Linked DNA regions of Mus musculus: region 2 is linked to region 1. Evidence: chromatin contacts called from public promoter capture Hi-C data. All regions are on one chromosome and are shown on one strand. Each heading gives the region's core, a stretch centred on a gene start, on an enhancer-like site or on the middle of the called end of the contact. The rest is flanking DNA. Distances are from core to core; before and after follow the strand shown.

Evidence for each region. Promoter capture Hi-C pulls out the DNA fragments that hold promoters and counts their contacts.
Region 2: a contact with region 1 is called in a promoter capture Hi-C map of embryonic stem cells, with 4 times the contacts expected there. The contact joins two enhancer-like sites. A contact is called at or near these places in 12 of 39 promoter capture datasets (the 3T3-L1 cell line, 3T3-L1-derived adipocytes, cranial neural crest and 8 more), 9 of 484 Hi-C or Micro-C datasets (embryonic fibroblasts, embryonic stem cells, granulosa cells and 2 more) and 1 of 9 other capture datasets (adipose tissue).

Annotation. Positions count from the first base shown.
Region 1 is chr5:98,550,371-98,555,476 of GRCm38.p6, reverse strand. All of the region lies in intron 3 of Cfap299 (cilia and flagella associated protein 299), which reads right to left. Among named protein-coding and RNA genes, the nearest start is that of Gm24279, 11 kb to the right of the region's middle. Within about 2 kb of position 2,111, at least 8 of the 459 cell types and tissues checked have an H3K27ac peak or open chromatin away from gene starts, as enhancers often do.
Region 2 is chr5:98,872,574-98,877,679 of GRCm38.p6, reverse strand. It overlaps Bmp3 (bone morphogenetic protein 3), which reads right to left. Exons shown (of 3, transcript NM_173404.5): 2 at 4,746-5,106. Among named protein-coding and RNA genes, the nearest start is that of Gm42123, 16 kb to the left of the region's middle. Within about 2 kb of position 1,904, at least 8 of the 459 cell types and tissues checked have an H3K27ac peak or open chromatin away from gene starts, as enhancers often do.

The DNA.
Region 1 (5,106 bases), core at 862-3,361:
GAAACTTAATAGAAAAGTAGCAAGTACATCTATTACAGGAAGACATTGAATACAAATATGAGTATCTCTTGATGAGCATGCAAGCTGACCACAGGAAGCAGTATACATGGACAGGAAGCCTGCATCACTCAGTGTAAGTGCCTATGACATGGGCATCAGAAACAAAGATTCAGGAATGATGAGCCATTTCACAGTTCAGGAAGTCATTAAGTATGGATTTATAGCACTGCTTACAAATTCATTATTTGAAAGTATTTGGCCTTCTGTTATAAATACAAAATGTAGAATATACTTAAATATCTTTAAGTTCCTAAGATATCATCTTAAGATTGTTATTAAAATATTACTTCTGTTTTTAACTATGGTTACAAAAGCATGGGCCAAACAGATGTGTCTGAGACGTAACTGTTTGACTGAGCTCTTTGAAAGTACGTAAAGACAGCCATTTACTAGTAAACTAAATACTTACTGGTTTTCCCAATTTGTAGCAAATGGTACAAGGTCCAGAAGCATAATGAAAAGATATTCCTTTATGAAATATGAAAATACATATTCCCTTATGGGACTCTAAACATTTGTTTATATATTTCTACAAGTAGAACTACTTGAAAAATATTAATATGTGTATCTTTATTTATATATTTAAACATATGTCAAATTGCCCAGCTAGACACATATATCTGCATACTCACAGGAAGTTGAATATTTACAAATTTTATACACAAATTTTATACGTTAGACTGTATAGAATCTTAAAATGTATTAAGTTTAGATTAAGTGATTTATAATAGAACCAATTTAGTTTTTTAAAAATTTACATAAAGGCAAATGGACAGAAGTAAATTTTTCTTTTCATATATGTTAGTACAAAGATACAGTTGATCCATTTGGTTAAAAACCGTGATAAGATCAACCATGTACACAACAATTGAAAGAGAAAGTTTATTTAATGGTCTAATTTCTCCAAGAATAAATATTTCTGTGCTTCACAAATGCAAAAATGCTTTGCAACACATTTTTCAACTTTTCAAAATTATATTTTATAAATTATCTCATAACTTGAAGATTATCCCTTTCTAAACTGTACATTGAAACCAAAATCTTGCATAGAAGTAACCAATGTAATTTATTACATGATTAGTATCACTTTAGGAAGAAATGTTCATAATCCTTGAAAGCAAACTTTGTTCTTATCATTTTTCTTCAACCACATACACACACATACATACACACACACACACACACACACACACACATTCTGATTCTTTTTTGAAGGAAATGGTAATTAAGGTAGTCAGTTCAAACCATTCCCTTTGATTCCATATAGTTCAAAACCACCCTAGTGGTATCATATCAGAGAATAAAATATAAACTCTGACCAATTTCAACAAGTTTTTTGTTGCTATCTGACTAATAGAAGTAAATATGATTTATACTTTTATTTGTTTATTTTTATTTTTATTAGATATTTTCTTTTCTTGATTTACATTTTTAAGAGAGAAGAGAAATGAGAAAAGGGGACAGGGAACAGGAGGAAGAAGAGGTGTTTCATAAGAAGGAAGAAAGCAGGAGGTGGGAAGAACAAAGTCCCATATGGAGTTTTCCTACAGACGATGAAGCCGGATTGAGAGAAGACAGTGGTTTCTACCACGAAGAACAAATGTGTGTGGGTTTGCAAAAGTAAATACGATCAGGTTTTGACACATGACCTTGTCTTCTCATAACAGTTGAAAAAAGATTCGGGGATTTTCTTACCCTTTAAAAATATTTACAAATGCCAGTGGCTCGTGGAAGAGCAGTTATTAAATTGATTTTGTAAACATGAAACAAAGAATAAAGCTTCCATCCGAATGCAATGTAGTACTCTTGTTCTGCACAGTAGGTCTATTGTAATTAACTGATTAGGAATCTGAATAATAAGTCACCAGCAATCATCGATTTTAATTGGATGCAGGAGGCCAGTGCTGGTGAGTGCTGCATTGTGACAGGAAAGGCAAGGGGAAGAATTTCCAAGCTGACTAAATATCACATCTGGGTGAAGCATGCCTGCCCCTTTCTTTTCCTTTTATTTAACAAATATTGCATGGGATGAAGGAATGTCAAGGCTAACCTCTCTAATACAGATGCAAAACACATGCCTTTGCACCAGCTCAAAGCAAGATGACAGACACTGGAGGCACTGTTGTGGTTTGGCAGCTAAAGTCCTCCATTTTCATTAACTTGTGGTTCAAAGATGCCACCACGTTTAGGAAGGGTGCTGCCTTCTCAGTAAATAGTGTGTTCAAAAGCTGCGTTATGAAAGCTAAACAGTTGAAAGAAACATGCGTGTCAAGGTCCAGCTAATTCTGGACACTTAACAGAGAAATCAATACAACTCCAGCCCCAGTGAGCACACACAGGTTCTAAGGAGACCTTTTGTGCGCATGTTTGCACGAACCATTTGTCCTAGCTTCACCTGTTACTGCTTATGAGAAATTGCACAAGGGGCTCTTGACCCTGAGTCATAAGGACCAAGGAGAATACAAGAGAAAGAATGCAAGTGACAGAAGCAAGCACCTGTCCCCAACCTCACAGCTAACACAGGACGCAGTAGCTTCCCAGCTAGCTGCTAGGGCTTCTATTAATCCTTTATCCTCCAAGTTATATGACAGCCAAATTAAAATACTAAATTCTCATTTTCCCCAAATTGTTACCAGAAATTCTAGGGGCCCCAACCTGGAGTACCACATTACCATAGAAATTGGTGCTCCCTCTTCAGGGTTCTTAGTCTCATGAATAAGAAAATTCAACTTCCATGAAAAGAGTTTTCATCATGGCTCACAACATTTAAAAGATGAAATTTTCTTTGTTCAATTTCTCCTATATAAATGTATACAATGTTATATGCTTGTAGTATAAAGTGTATATATTTATAACCAATTTCATGTCACCACCAGTAGGTGACTGTACAGATGATCACACAGCCATATAATGAACTGCAATGAAACCATAAAGAGGATTAACTTAGTGTATAGGTAGAAATATGGAATATTTTATGTCATATGAAAAGCATTACTAATTCTCAAAACTGAATGTATGTATGTGTGTGTGTGTGTGTTTACTGTACATGCTATAGATAAAGTGTTTGCATCTCTAAAAATTTATATATTGAAAGGCTAAGTTGATTCTTGATAGTAGGGTCTTTGGGAGATAATTAGATAAAGTGAGTGTGGCTCCAGGATAGAATGAGTATCCTTACAGGAAATCCCCGTCCTTTGGAGACACAATAGAAGCCAGTCATTTGAGACATTCTCTGGAAGACCCGCACTGTGCTGGCACATTGATGTCGTAGTCACATCTTTGAGAACTGTGCCAAATAAAAATTGTTTAGTTTCCCCAACCATGGCATTCTATTAACACAGCAAAAATACCAAGACAAACCATTGTCAATAAACAGATAAATTTCAGAAGGCTCCACCTGCGTGACAATGATGGCTTTTGCAACACGTGCAGTCTGCTTCTTAGGAAAGAGGAGACTTGATTTGGGGTTCAAATCTGAATTTTATGTCATTTTCCTACAGTGAGAATCAGAAAAATACTCTTAAAGTAACAAATTGTCAAACAAAGTAGCATTTACACATCAGCATACAGAGATAATTATGAAGACACATATAGAATTGTCTAGGACAGCATACATAAAAATATATAAAATTAGAGAGTAAGGATCTAAGGGGGAACTGGCAAGCATGAGTTGCCAATGTCAAAGGCTTCATCTTAAACAAAGGCCAGTGTCCTTCATCTTTACATTGTTACTCTAATTATTATTCTAAGTATCTGAATACCTCTCTCAATTTCATAAGGTGAATGTTATCAAATTGCAAATTATCAAAATAATGATAAACTTCTGAATTTCCATGAGCATCAATTTCTTGATTCATTTATTCAATAAATATGCATTGAACCCTTGTAGTATTTTTGGCTATCATCACTAGAAATACAAGGATGAACTATCTGAGATTTCTTCTATACAACACAGAAAATCGACTCATAGAAACTGTAGCAGCTCTTCATTACTTTGTAGGTTCTTCTTTTTCCCATCCGTTATCCTCCCCCACCCCCAAACCTCAGGTTTCACCCCCTATCACCAGAGAGGAGAGAAAGAAGAACAAAGAGGGGAGAAAGAGAGATCCCTGAATCTAATTTCTTTCCTTTTGTTTTTTTGCTTTGAGCACAACTACTAAAAAACCACAACCGAACTCCAAAAAAAACCAATAACCACCAACTCCACCTCTCTGGGCTTTAGCACTTATATATACTCTGAAAAGTTCCCAGATTTCTAAATGTCACACAATCACAAAAATTATCTGCAGCTGGCAAAACCACACCTCTGCTAGAGCACAAGGTGAGTCATAGTCAGCTGCTGGGGACAGCCCAGAGCAGGCCCCACATCCCCACACCTGGGATCAAAACAAAAAAACATACTTAGAATAGTTCTGTGGTTTTTAAGAAACAAAAATTCCAGGATTGTCACTACAAGAAACAAATGTTTGTTTTTATCTATTGCAATAACTAAGGAGAAGTATTTGGTACACTAAGAACTAAAAGCAAATTTGTCTAGTTTGGAAAGCATTAAAAAAAAAAAAAAAACAAAAAAAAAACCTGGAACTAAAATCTTAAGGTTTAGCAACTGATACCGTGATGAAGCAAGAAAGTGTGGATTATGTGTGCCAGGGCCCAGGCATAGGAGAGAGGCTGCCCAGCTTAGGCTGCTCCTGGAGATATGATGCTAAGACAAGTGACAAATGAAGATACAAATTAAAATAAAGTAGTGTTTAGGTTGATTTTATGACTTCCCAAAGAACAGATGTGGGAAAGGGGAAGCATTGGATGTTAAAAGTAAGGTGGGCTAGTCAGCCATGAGTGTGGGAGGAGGAATGGAGTTGAAAAAGCCAGGCCTGATTGAAGACAGCACACACGGTGAGGGTGAGAGTCCACTGATGTTTCCAGAGTTAGCCTTGCACAGCTGGGGGAGTGATTAGACCGTTCACCGAGGTGGCAGATGCTGGAAGGGAGTGGTGGAACAGACCAGGAATTTTGCTTTACCGAGGCTTACCGTGTTTTGATACA
Region 2 (5,106 bases), core at 655-3,154, 320 kb before region 1:
TGTCATGTAGTGTAAGTGGCCTTAATTAAATGAGTGCTTGAGCCATTGGTATGGCTACTCGACACCTCCCTCAGTGCCTAGAATAGTGTATCTAGACACCGCAGCAATATTGTTAAGTGGCTGAAATACTTAGAAGAAATAGTACACTCTCCATTTTACCCATTTATGAGGAATAACTCCTATCAACAAAAATAAAAGGTTCTGTGCAAGTGAATTGGTGTAGATATGGAAAATATTCATGGGTGTTACCTAGGGGAAAATTCCTCTCTCTCTCTCTCTCTCTCTCTCTCTCTCTCTCTCTCTCCCTCTCTCTCTCTCTCCCTCTCTCCCTCTCTCTCCAAGTCAGAACTGATGGGTTTAGGAATGGATATCTGAGTAATCTCCAGTGGGCTCACCAGAGTCAGGCCCAAGCCCTTGATTCTGGGGTGTTTTGTATCAGGGACCTCTCAGATGACTAGGGAGTATCCCCTATTTTCTTGCTATGGAATCCTCTGACGGAGCTACCCTTACCAGAAATAGTCACATCATGCAGAAGTAATCCATGCTGTCATTTGCTGGTGCGAAGCATGCTGCCAGTAAGAATTATTGTTTTCCAGCTAGGATCATGTTTCTCATGGCTCTCTCTCTTCTAAGCTTAGAGCTGATACCAGCCAGTCACAAGTGCAAATCTGAGCTCCTCTCCACACCTGTCACGCTTTTAAATGACAGGGTGCACCTCCACCACCATTCAGGTGCGACTCTGCTGAGGTTGGTCAAATTTCGTGTTTATGGTGTTCATCTTCCTGACCAAGACGACAACTGGAAGACCCTTAAAGAGCCTATCATTTTGCATTCACTAAATTTGAAACTCTTTATAGGGAGGGCTTGCTTCAAAGTACTTCAATGATGTGTTGCTCAATTCTACATCTTTGCTGTTCCCAGCTTTTGCACAGTTCCTCGCAGAACTAACTTTATTCCTCTAACCCTTCTTGTTTCCTTGGATCTCCGTCAGGAACCATGGATCAATCATTTTCATTTGAAATTTCTGTTTTCCATTGCTGCTAAGGTGGTGAGGGAGGCAGAGGCACAGAACTTGGCTCTGCCTATCTCGGTATTTTTTTCCATCATATGGCATCCTTCCGAGAGTCCCTCTTGGGGAGAACAGACTGGCTGTAAGAGCTGGAAATTAGGGGGGGGGGATCCAAAGTGTTGTGTCTGTGAATAAAATCTACAAGGGCCAGGCTTGCACCTGCCAAGCTGTGGATGCTTTCCTCTGGCTAAATCTGATCACAGGACATTAGAAGGGGAGAGTGTGTCATCGGCTGAGAGCTTCATTCCTGACCTGGGCCATGAGGTTCCCTCTACACGATTCCAGTCCAGCCCACATGGGTGTGATGGCCCAGAGACTATCTAATTGAAATCATCGAGAGGGCAAAGCCTGGAATTTGGGAAAGGCAGAACACAGCTGTTCTGAATTATAGAGCAGGTTGTCGACTTTTGCAGACAAAGAACCCTGCCATATAGGCTGGGATTTTGCCCAGGAGGCCAAAAAACTAGGAGGCCCCTAAACAGAGGAATCTGGCCTGGGAGAACTTTCCCCCGAGGCAAAATGTATATCTCAAGTCTGAGAGTTCTTTGGCACTTCAGCCAGCCCACGTGTGCTCTGCTGATCTGACCAGAGGCCTTCATTTCCCTCTGCTGCTCAGACTATATTTTTAGTTAAATATCTCACTCTGGATGCCACCGCAGGCACTTGCTAACGGTACCTATTAACCACCCCATTCCCTTTACATCAGTTTTTTCCCCATCCTCCTTTGTTACTGTACTGACCAAAAGATACAAAGTCACTGGAGCTTAAAGGGAACCCCTAACACACGTTAAATGTTAAGCAGTTCCACACAAAGCGACACCAAACTTCCGCTCTCAACTTGGGGAGGGGAAATCTCAACCTCAGAGAAAAGACCTCCACCTGTATCCTTGCTACCTGTTGCTTTTCCAAGTGTCAATTAATGTGATGAGTCCTGCTACTACAACAGGTTCTCTTTCCATTCCATTCTCACCCCAGGAAAAAGGTCCCTGGAAGAGCTCATGGGCTGTTGAACCCAGAGGAGGGGGAATTCTCTTTTCAGTTTTGTGATGTTTGAACAGGGGCTGAAATTTTTACAAAACCTTTCTTGCCTGGTGACTTTCCTTGCCTCCTGACACTCTTGCCTTCCCTGCACAGAGCTTCCTTAGACATCAGCTTAGTTAACTCTACTATGCCACTTGGTCTCCTCAGTGGCTACTCATTAGATCAACAGCAGACAGTTACAGAGTACCCATTCCATGTAGGCTGCTCTACTGTTTCATGTCTTTCCTGTGTTGAAGAAAAAAATTAACATGTAGAAAGTTTTATCGACTTAATCTAAGGGGCCATTGTTGTTTAGTCCTGTGGAACCAACATCCAAGTCAAAAGGAACTAATTACTTTGCTGTTCCAAACAGACTTGTGAACCAGCAGGTTAACCTTGGGCACTGTTAGATGCAGAGTCCTCTGCAGCCTCCACTTCACACGCACAGTGTCAGATTCTACGTATTAACAGGATCCCAAGCTGTTTGACTTCCACTTAGGACCAAGCATTATTAGTTAATTCTGTGAATGCTCTAACGTCTGTCTTTCCCTAAATTCATCTCTGTGGTTCTTAACTCTGTGGTCCCCTGGAAACTTCTAGGGATGATTCCTTCTCATCACTAGGAACCACAGTCAAGTTCTTATGAAGAGACAGTGGGCTCATAAAGAGCAAAAGGAAGTACAAGGAAGTCGATGGCCACAAGTCAGGAAAGACTAGAGAGAGGTGGAAGCATCCAGAAGCGAAAGGACCGAGCATCTACACCTGTGTGGTCTCTGGAGCCTGGAGATTGGAGTGAGGAAGGAACAAGACATTTTTTTTTGTTTGTTTGTTTAAACTACCCAGAAGAACTTCATCTCATGGGGCTAAGGGAAGGAGGTTACTTGGACAAGTCCTACGACCTACCTAAAATCAGGTACTCTGACATGAGGTCAGCTTTGGATTACAACCCCTGCTTCTCAGTGTCACAAAGCAAGCCACACTGTCAAATAGGACACATCTCTGTTTTGTACAGTCACCATCTTGGTTACACCCAAGATTCTAAGTGTCACCCCAGTTGAACACATTTTGTCTGAGCAGTGAAGGTCCTTCATGATTCTTCCAACAAGATAGGGCATGTGACACAGCCCTGAATTCATAATCTTTACTTTATGTTTGGATTCTTTTTTAAAGAATTATAGATATAGAGATAGAGATAGAGAGAGAGAGAGAGAAGTAGATGTAGATATAGAGAGACAGAGATAGAGATAGAGATAGAGATAGATATATAGATAAGAATAGATATAGGTGTGTGTGTGTGTGTGTGTGTGTGTGCGCGTGTGTGTGTTTGTGTTTGTGTGTGTGTGAGAGAGATTTATTTTCATGCACACCAGAAGAATGAATCAAATCCCATTACAGTCAGTTGCGAGACACCATGTGCTTGCTAGGAATTGAATTCAGGATGTTTGGAAGAGCAGCTAGCACTCTTAACCACTGAGCCATTTCCCATTTCGTTAGCTGCCCATGTTTGGATTCTTAAAATAAGAAATTACAAAAATCCCCCTGGAGAGACAACTTCGTAGGGGATGTACAAAGCTCATCTTTCTGAAACAACTAATGAAGAAAATAGGGTTTCAGATGGGTTGCTGGCCCAGAGGCTGGCTTAGCCTTGTGTACAGCCCTTCCTATGTGCATGCCAGTCAGTGAGTCTAGGAATAGACCTTAGCATACCAATACAATACTAAAGATCCCTGAAGTGAAGCTGACAGTCTAAGAGGTGAAGGAACATTTTCTCTATTTTTAAAAGCAGAACAAATTCATATTTTACTAAAGATGCTCTTTTCTTCCTTTTCTACATTCTGTCCATTTAGTCACTGTATGGTGTGCCGTGGAGATTTAAGCTGTTGTAAGTTGAGATGGAAGTGAAGCAGTATGCTTAACTGGATGCTGGAGGGTAGAGCTAACTCTTACTGTAGGGTGTACTCTTTAGGGAGCTGTCGTTTGGACTTGCTTTGAAGGAGAGTCATTGGAGTTGGAAACACTTCTGAATACATGCTGATATAAAATGCGGTCCCTGATGCTTCTGAAATAAACAGAGGTAATTTCAGACAGGGTGAGGGCACCCTGTTTTGCCTTTGTGCTTTGTGTTTAGCAGTCAAGCAAATGAATTAAGCATCTTCAGGGTTTCAGTCATTTCACCTAGCTGGACCCTGATCTTGACTGGTACTGGGACAGCTCAGCTCCCAAGAAACTGCTTATCTAAAATTACTCTACATCAGAATATCACACCCGTTAGCACTTCCTCTTGCTTCCACAATATCCCTCCATCCCTGGAACACCACTCAGAGGCCAGCTTCTGGCACCTAGGGCCTGCTCATTGTGGACAGGTGTATCTTTACAAGTGACCACAAGGCTGGATATATGCCACGTTTGGAAACAAACCAAAAAAAAAGTATATTATGCACTTAAGCTTTTTAAAGTCTTCATACCTCCTATTACATTTAACAATCATCAAGGAAACCCAAGCATAGCCACATTGCCCATTTTGTTAGACTTTAGAATGTTAGGAATAAAGGTCTGAATAGAGGTTTCTAAATGAAAACATACACTTAGCATACTCCTCTACCCCGTGCAAAAATGAAATGAGCACAAGGTGAAGGGCGGCGGCGGCGGCGGCTACCTTTGGCATGGGGAACTGGCAGGCTCCAGAGCAGTAGAAAGCATCAAATGACTTGGGAGAGATAATCCATTCGCTCCAGCCGATATCAGCAAAGTCCACTTTAAGGTACCTCCTGGCACAGTTCCGAGGTTCGACCCACTGCTTTCGCCTTGCCTTCTTCAGGGTCTGCTCATCAAATTGCAGCGTCTGTCCCTTCTGATGGGACCCTTTCCTCTGTTTCTTTTTGTTCCTACTCTTCTCAGGGGGCTGAGTCTGAAGGCTCTTATAAGGCTTTCTCTCCTCCCACGCTCCCTCCTCCTTGTACTGATACTCTGCCCCAGGTAGCTCATTGTTCTGCAAGGGCAGCAAGATCCCAGTAGAG